Regions from separate parts of the Strix aluco genome. Here region 1 is linked to region 2. The links are chromatin contacts, called in public Hi-C maps. All regions are on one chromosome and are shown on one strand. The core of a region is the stretch at or near the end of the contact, and the rest is flanking DNA. Distances in the headings are between cores, read along the strand shown. Region 1 holds the start of FAM13B (family with sequence similarity 13 member B). Region 2 holds the start of HNRNPA0 (heterogeneous nuclear ribonucleoprotein A0).

Region 1 (3,904 bases), core at 621-3,120, 150 kb before region 2:
CACGCCTTCAATAGGTGTATTTTGTGGGTGTAACCACACAGCCGCTCATGAAGTTCTTGCCTCCCGTCCCTCTATATTTACTATCTTAGAGAAAGTGGCTAAAGCACCAGCACTCCCAGGTTCTCCTCAACCTTTCAGAAATAGGCAGCAAGAACACAAAGTGAGCAGAAAAGACTAAAATGGCAGCCTGGGACTGCATATGTCTGCCCCCTGCAAGGAACGTTGGAAGCGTCTGAAAGGAGGTAGGATAAGCTGGCACGAAATGGCGTACTCGGAGCCAGTTCAGAGGAGGGAAGACACTGTCTTGGACTCAAAACCAGCGAACAGGTGCTGTGCAGCGCCTGCCTACCTGCCTGCCTCTGCTGTCTGTCTCCTCTTGCCGCGTGTGTTTTCTGTGTCAGGTTTCTTGCAGTTTTATTCCTGTCAACTGGCCAACGTATCTGCTGAAGAGCCAGCTGGAGTCCGCTCTCTCCCATGTTTCATCAACAAAATTGCCAGCTTGTTCTGATTCAGTATCTTTATTGTTGTTGATGAGGCTAAATGAATCAGAAAGAACACAGCTATGTATACAAAATAGAAATTCGGAAATCTCATCCTGATGTGAGGAAATTTTATTAGCTGTTCAAGTGGAGAAATCTGCTGTGGAAGCAGACCGACAGCAAATATGGACCTCCTGAGAGGTCATTTCCCCTGACCCTACGCATTTTATTGTCTTTGTATGGCACCTCCTAATGATACCAAATCTTCTAGTAGGAAAATACAGTTTTAGATCTGCCAGGCTAATTTACTGTGGGATTGTGACTCTCCCTTCTTCGGATTCTAAATGTAAAAACTCTTAATGAGTCTTATAAATGTATCTCTAGATAAAATTTAGAATCCACGTTGGAAAACCTGAAACAAAACCCTCGCAGCTATTGACAATATGAAAGCTTCAATTAATCCCATCCTAATTCTATCGGGTTTTTTTCATTTCACATATTCTTTGTCAGCTTTTCATGGGAAGAAAAGATTGTCTTGAGAGGATTTTTACTAACTAAATCCTTATTTCCTTAAATGCTTTATTAAACCCACCACCTATGGCTGCTGGCACTGCATGACAGAAAAAGCTGTTGTAGTTTCAACGTGGCATGTGGGAACCGCAGACTGTCAGGCACGGCTTTTAACACCTCTGGTGTAAGCTTGCATCTCCTCACTAACTTATGCTAACTTAGTTTAAGGGTGCTAAATTTTGTATTTCAAAACGCATTAGCTCTTTGTCAAAGGGCACTTTGTTACTTCTGGCGCGCTTACACTTGGGAAATGTTTGGGAGCGATCACTGTTGACGCTTTAATTCAGAAAATTTACAGGAAATATTTTAATATGGTTACGAGAACTGCAAAACCGTACAGGAGCAGGAGCCTGCACGGTGACACCGACGGCCGTGGTCACTCTCTGGGCACCCCTGAGCCCGCACGGGCCGAGGCCGAGGGATGGCTGAGTCACTAAGGTTAAAAACAAGAGAAAAAAGTTAATCCCTGGGCTGCTGCTCGTTGTTCGTGGGTGCGGTGTTGCAGTCGCTGCGGCTCTGGACAGCCCGGGGCTATAACGGCCGGCGGACCCACCGGCCCGGGGCAGGCCGCACCAACCTGCCCCCGGCCGCCAGCTCCTCCCCTCCTGCCCTCCCTCAGGCGGCTCTTCCCGCCCGCGGGCCGCCGCTACCGAGCCTCGCCGCCGGCCTGAGGGAGCTGCGGCCCAGGGCGGGAACCGGCTCCCCTCAGCACCGCCCCGCTCCGCCCCGCCGCGGCGCCACCGGCGACCCCTCCCCGCCCCGCAGCACGTGACCCCGAGGGAGGGGGGCGCGCGCCTGCACCTGTCAGTCAGCGCGTCACTTCCGCCAGTTGCCGCCGCTACCGTTGGGGACCCCCCGCTCGCGGAGAGCGCGCTCGGGCGACGGAGCGGCTCTGGGGACGGACGGCGCCCGGGTCGGCAGCGCGGCGGCCGCGGCTGGACGGCGGGGGCGGCCGAGGGAGGCGGCCTGCGAGGAGAGCGGAGCGGCGAGGAGAGGCCCGCGCTGGCCCCCGGGGTAGGAAGAGGCGGAGGAACCTGCTGCTGGTGCTGAGGACGGCGGGGAGGGCGAGTCACCCGGCAACGGTGAGGGGGGCTGCGGGGGCGCATGCGCGGCGCGGCGCGGGCCGGGGTCGCCCCTCGGGGGCGGCGGGCTGAGGCCGGGTCGCGCTCCCGCCTCGGGAGGCGGCGTGTGGGGCGGGGAGGGTGTCACGACAGGCTTCAGGAACCTTCTGGGAGCGGCGCGGATCAGGGGCGCGGGAACTTCCTCGTCTGGGCAGCGGAGGTGGCCGAGGCGGGCGCGTTGCAGGGTTGCGTGGTGCAGAAGTTGCTAGAGCCTCTCGGAGGGAGCTGTCAAGTGGTGCGTTCGTTTCCCAGGTTGCACTTGTGTCGGTAGGACCTTCGAGGCAGCCCTGACAGCCAGCAGGGATTTCTTGGCTCCTCCAGCGGAGTTGTCTGCTGAGCCTGTTCCTCCTCCCACGGTGGATCAGCCTTATCCCCCCCGCGATGGGACTTGGCACGCAGACAGTATTAGCCTAGCAGCTCCCTGCCAGCAAAGTTGGTTCCAGAAGTTAAAGGGTAGTCACTAAATCTTCAGTGAAGACGAAGGCAACGCTGGCATGAAGAATGCTAGCTTATGGACTTAATGCTGCAGCCTGTGACCAAATGTGTATCTTCTGAGGAATCTGCCCGTGTGGGTTTCCATTACTCTTGGAAGCTCCTTAGGGGTTTAAACATTTGAGTGTAAATGCTTCTTGCCTCCAAAAGGTTGCTTTAACGTGAGATGCTCCAGTGTTAGGGTATTTCTTCCAGGTTTGAAAAAAACCCAACAACAAAAAAGTTGTAATCAAACGCTGCAACTTGAACTTTTACTACACAACTCTTGAGTTCGTTTGGTCTGGCTTTTTAAAATTTTAGACAAAATTTGTTACTGCTGTCAGACTCAAGACATAGACTCAAAAAATACTAAATGAAGAAAGTAAATGCCATCTAATCACTCTTGCCTGTTTAAAAAAAATAAACCGAATATATCAAAACCTACCCAGTTGTTTATTTTTTTCAGGCATGTATTTCTGAGTGTCCTCGGAGATGAAATAGTATGTGACTTTGAAACAAATTCTTGAACTGGATTAGCATTTAGGTTTGAAGTTTTTCTGTCTTCTGTGCAGTTTAATCTGCCAGCATAAAAAAAATTTTAAAAAGCTAGTTTGTTTGCCTATATTATAATAAATTCAGCTGTCTTGTTATTCCACTTGTTTTCTAGCTTGTTTTTTTTTACTGCTCATTGCTAGTAAATCGCTTTACATGTTATCTGTTGCATAGATTTGAAGGTATTTAGAATCTTTTTTTTATCTGCTTTGTCAGTCTATGTGTTGTCTAGCACCATAGGGATCCTTTCCTTCTCTTGACAACATCATAATAACAAAATAAATACCTCAGTGTTTTGAAAGCATCCAACTGGAAATTTACAGTATTATTTTAGAAAAATCAATCAAGTAGAGTGCCTCATGGTTACGTGTAAAGAAGTTGATTAGGAGGAGCTCATGATAATTTCTAATGCTTGCAAATTTTGACATGGACAGCATGTCAAAACATCTGAGTTTGGCAAATGATAGCTTTTATCTGCTCAGTCTTAGTCAGTTTGGGCTTTTCCTGTATGCGCTGCTTGTAACATCAGAGGACTTTCTAACAGCTCATTAAAAGACTCAATTTAACATTTTTCATGTGCGTCTCATAATATGAGACCTGTGCAAGCGGTGAAACTTTTCTTTCTAATGTACATAACAGCATGTTTGCAAAAGCATGTGAGGCTGAAGAAATATTCCATGCCTTTGGAACAGACATTACTAAGTTTTGTGA
Region 2 (3,452 bases), core at 136-2,635:
TATCTATGAGGAGGACTAAGTTAACACGAGTTTTCAGAAACTGCGTGGTGCAGGTGCTAATGTGCCTCGTGAAATGGGAACTGACCTTTTCACTTTGAAAGAATTTCCTACATAAACCCCAGTGGGTGTAAGGCCAAAAAAAAAATCCTGTTTCTGATGAAAAATTCAGTATGTTGCAAATAGTGCTGCAGTCTTCAAGCTGACAATGTTTAAGGTACTATTAAAGGAAAAAGAAAAAAAGGAAATACATCTCACTATTAGTCATTTTACAGAGCCTGCACACTCTGGAGCAGCTCTAATTATTTCTCTAAGAAAATACCTCCTTTTCAGAGCTAAGGAGAGGTTTAAGGGTGAGGAGGCAGTAATAGGGTTGGAAAGAGGGAAACTAGCGAGTAAAGCTGCCTGAGAGATTGGGTAGCGGGGAGCATGCTGGAAAGGGAAAAATGGACACAAATGAGGGAAGAAGAGCCACGTAACGCTAAAAGGGAGCAGGCAGGACCTGGACAGAACGGAACGGTTCAGAATCCCGAAGCGGGGTGTCGCTGCCCCTCAGGAATACACGGGCCGCGTTGCCGTAAAGCCGGGAAACGCGAGCGAGCCGAAGGAAATGAAGGTGCGAGGCTGGAGCTGGTCGAGGCAAAGCACGAACACGGTCAGGAGGTAAAGGAGGTCCTGCCGGGCCGGGCCAGCACTCGGCCGGCGGGTGAGCCCTGCTCCCGGCCCCCGCCCGGCGAGGCCGAGCCGTGAGGGGGCAGCGGCCCCCATGCCCGCCTCCACCCGCGCCCCTCAGGCGGGGGAACAATAGCGAGGCCGTGGGAGGGGGGGGCGCTCCGGGGCATGGCCCGGGTGGCGGTCAGGGCCCCGCCGCTCCGTGGCGGGGCGGGGGGCGCGCGGCGCGGCCGCCTAACGGTCCCCGTTTCAAACGCTCCCGCGCGAGCCGCCCGCGGAGCCGCCGCGCGCTGCCCCCGCCCGCGGGGCGGGGCCGCCGAGCAGAAAGCGCGCGGCCCGGCCGGAGGCGGCCCATTGGCTGCCGCCCGCTGGCTTGACGCATTGGCGCGGGCCGGGCCGGGCCCCGTCCCGCCCCTTCTCTCGGCGCGCGCGGAGGGCGCCTCGCATCACCGGCCGCCACAGCGCGGCTCCATTGGCTGTCCGGCGCGTCTGTCACCGGCGGACCCCGGGCCTTCTGCCGACGCGCGGCGGAGGTCGCGCCCTCTGATTAGCCGCCGCGCTCGTCGATCGCGGCCGGAGCCCCGCCCCTGACGGTGAGTCGCGGACGGTGCCGGCGGCGCGCTCTCATTGGCTGATGCGGCGCGGGGGGCGTGCGCGGCGGCGGCCGGGCGGGCGGGGCTCCCAGCGTCCCCTTTGTGTGGGCACCAGTCGCCGGCCGAGTCTTGAGAAGTAGCAGCCGCCATTTTGTGCGTGCCTGTGTTTTCCCCCCACCCCCACCCCCCTTTCTGCGGGAGCGGCGGCAGCCGGGACGCCCCGTCTCTTCTGCTGGTCAGGTGAGGCGAAGCGAAGGCGTTGGGCCAGGCCGAGGGAGCCATCGCCGGCGGCTGCCGCAGCCGTGAGGTCGCGCTGTTCGCAGCAAGCGAGGGGGAAGAAGCGGCAAGACGGAGAAGGGGGGGAAAAAACCTTCAGAGCTGCCCCCCAACAGGAGGAGGAGTCTCGGCGCCAGGCCCAGGCGCAGCCCCGGCACCGGCGGCAGCATGGAGAACTCGCAGCTATGCAAGCTGTTCATCGGTGGCCTGAACGTGCAGACCACGGAGGCGGGACTGCGGGAGCACTTCGCGGCCTACGGTACCCTCACCGACTGCGTGGTCGTGCTTAACCCGCAGACCAAGCGCTCCCGCTGCTTCGGCTTCGTCACCTACTCGGCGGTGGAGGAGGCCGACGCCGCCATGGCCGCCTCCCCCCACGCCGTGGACGGGAACGCGGTGGAGCTGAAGCGGGCCGTGTCCCGGGAGGACTCGGCCAAACCGGGGGCCCACGCTAAGGTGAAGAAGCTCTTTGTGGGCGGCCTCAAAGGGGACGTAGGCGAAGGGGACCTGGTGCAGCATTTCAGCCAGTTCGGCCCGGTGGAGAAGGCCGAGATCATCGCCGACAAACAGAGCGGGAAGAAGCGCGGCTTCGGCTTCGTCTATTTCCAGAACCACGACGCCGCCGACAAGGCGGCCGTGGTCAAGTTCCACCCGATCCAGGGCCACCGCGTGGAGGTCAAGAAGGCCGTGCCCAAGGAGGACATCCAGTCGGGCGGGGGAGGCGGCGGCTCTTCCAGGCCTTCCCGGGGAGGCAGAGGAGGAGGAAGGGGTCGGGGCGGCGGCGGATCCGGCAACCGGGATCACAACGGCCTTTCCAAAGGCGGCGGCGGTTACAATAGCTACGGCGGCTACGGTGGAGGAGGCGGCGGCGGCGGCGGTTACGGCTCCTATGGCAGCGGTTCCTACGGAGGCGGCGGCGGAGGGGGAGGCGGCGACTACGGCAACGGGTACGGCGGGTTCGGCAGCTACAGCCAGCACCAGTCCTCCTACGGCCCCATGAAGAGCGGCGGAGGAGGTGGAGGAGGGGGCGGCAACTGGGGGGGCCGCAGTAACAGTGGACCGTACAGAGGAGGCTATGGTGGGGGAGGCTACGGGGGCGGCTCTTTCTGAGCGGGAGCGCCCATAGCCATTGGGGGTGGCGCGGAGAGCCCTCCCTTTGATACGGGGCAGCTTCTAAATGGTTTCTCCCCTCATTCGCCGAAGGGCAGCTCCTTTTAAATGCCTCCCTGCTGTGGGAGCAGCTCCTAAATGCCCCCTGGGGGTCGCCTCTGCTGCCTGTGCCACTTCTTTCTCTCTGAAGATGGACTGGGCCCCACATACACATACTTTGTGTTACAGTCATTGATGGACTCTATTTTTTTATTATTACTTGGACCTTGGTCGTTTTTATACTAGCAACGAAAAAAATGTCTTGTTTTAATTTGTTTTTTGGGGGTACGGGGTGGGAAGTGTCTTGCTGATCTGGAGTAAAAACTGGGGAGGGTTATGGGGGAATTTCCTTTGTTGTAAGGACTCGATACCTGGCTACTACATTTTTTTCTACAAAATCTACTCGGATCCCATGACTGAAATTAACATTTCTGTAAAGGAGGAAAAAAATCGTTTTTACGTTTTTTATTTTTTAAATAAATCATTGTGTTCATTGACCTTTACATGTCTAATTTTTTTTCCTAGGATCCATTCCGTACGGTTTTAAGGCTTTTCTAGGTTTGAAGCCAGCGTTCTTCTGCTTTAAAATCTCTATGTACTTAGAGTAAATATTTTATTGCCAGTAAAGGTCCTAACTGACTTTTTTGCTACCCCCCTAGTGGATTTATTGGTTTTCAAACACTCGACAGAGAACTTTTTGAAGTACTAATCCGTGGATGTGGTCTGTTTTTTAAATATTCGTTCTCACGCAGTTTGTGTGCATCC

What was found. Hi-C and Micro-C count contacts between places; a contact is called where the count stands out from the background.
Region 1: a Hi-C map of brain shows a contact between it and region 2, with 4 times the contacts expected there. The contact joins the promoter of FAM13B here to the promoter of HNRNPA0 in region 2. A contact is called at or near these places in 2 of 2 Hi-C or Micro-C datasets (brain and heart).

Annotation. Positions count from the first base shown.
Region 1 is chr13:5,266,384-5,270,287 of bStrAlu1.hap1, reverse strand. FAM13B (family with sequence similarity 13 member B) reads left to right here and starts at 1,870. Exons shown (of 24, transcript XM_074838123.1): 1 at 1,870-2,131.
Region 2 is chr13:5,119,499-5,122,950 of bStrAlu1.hap1, reverse strand. It overlaps HNRNPA0 (heterogeneous nuclear ribonucleoprotein A0), which reads left to right and starts at 1,385. Exons shown (of 2, transcript XM_074838876.1): 1 at 1,385-2,485. The coding sequence starts at 1,707.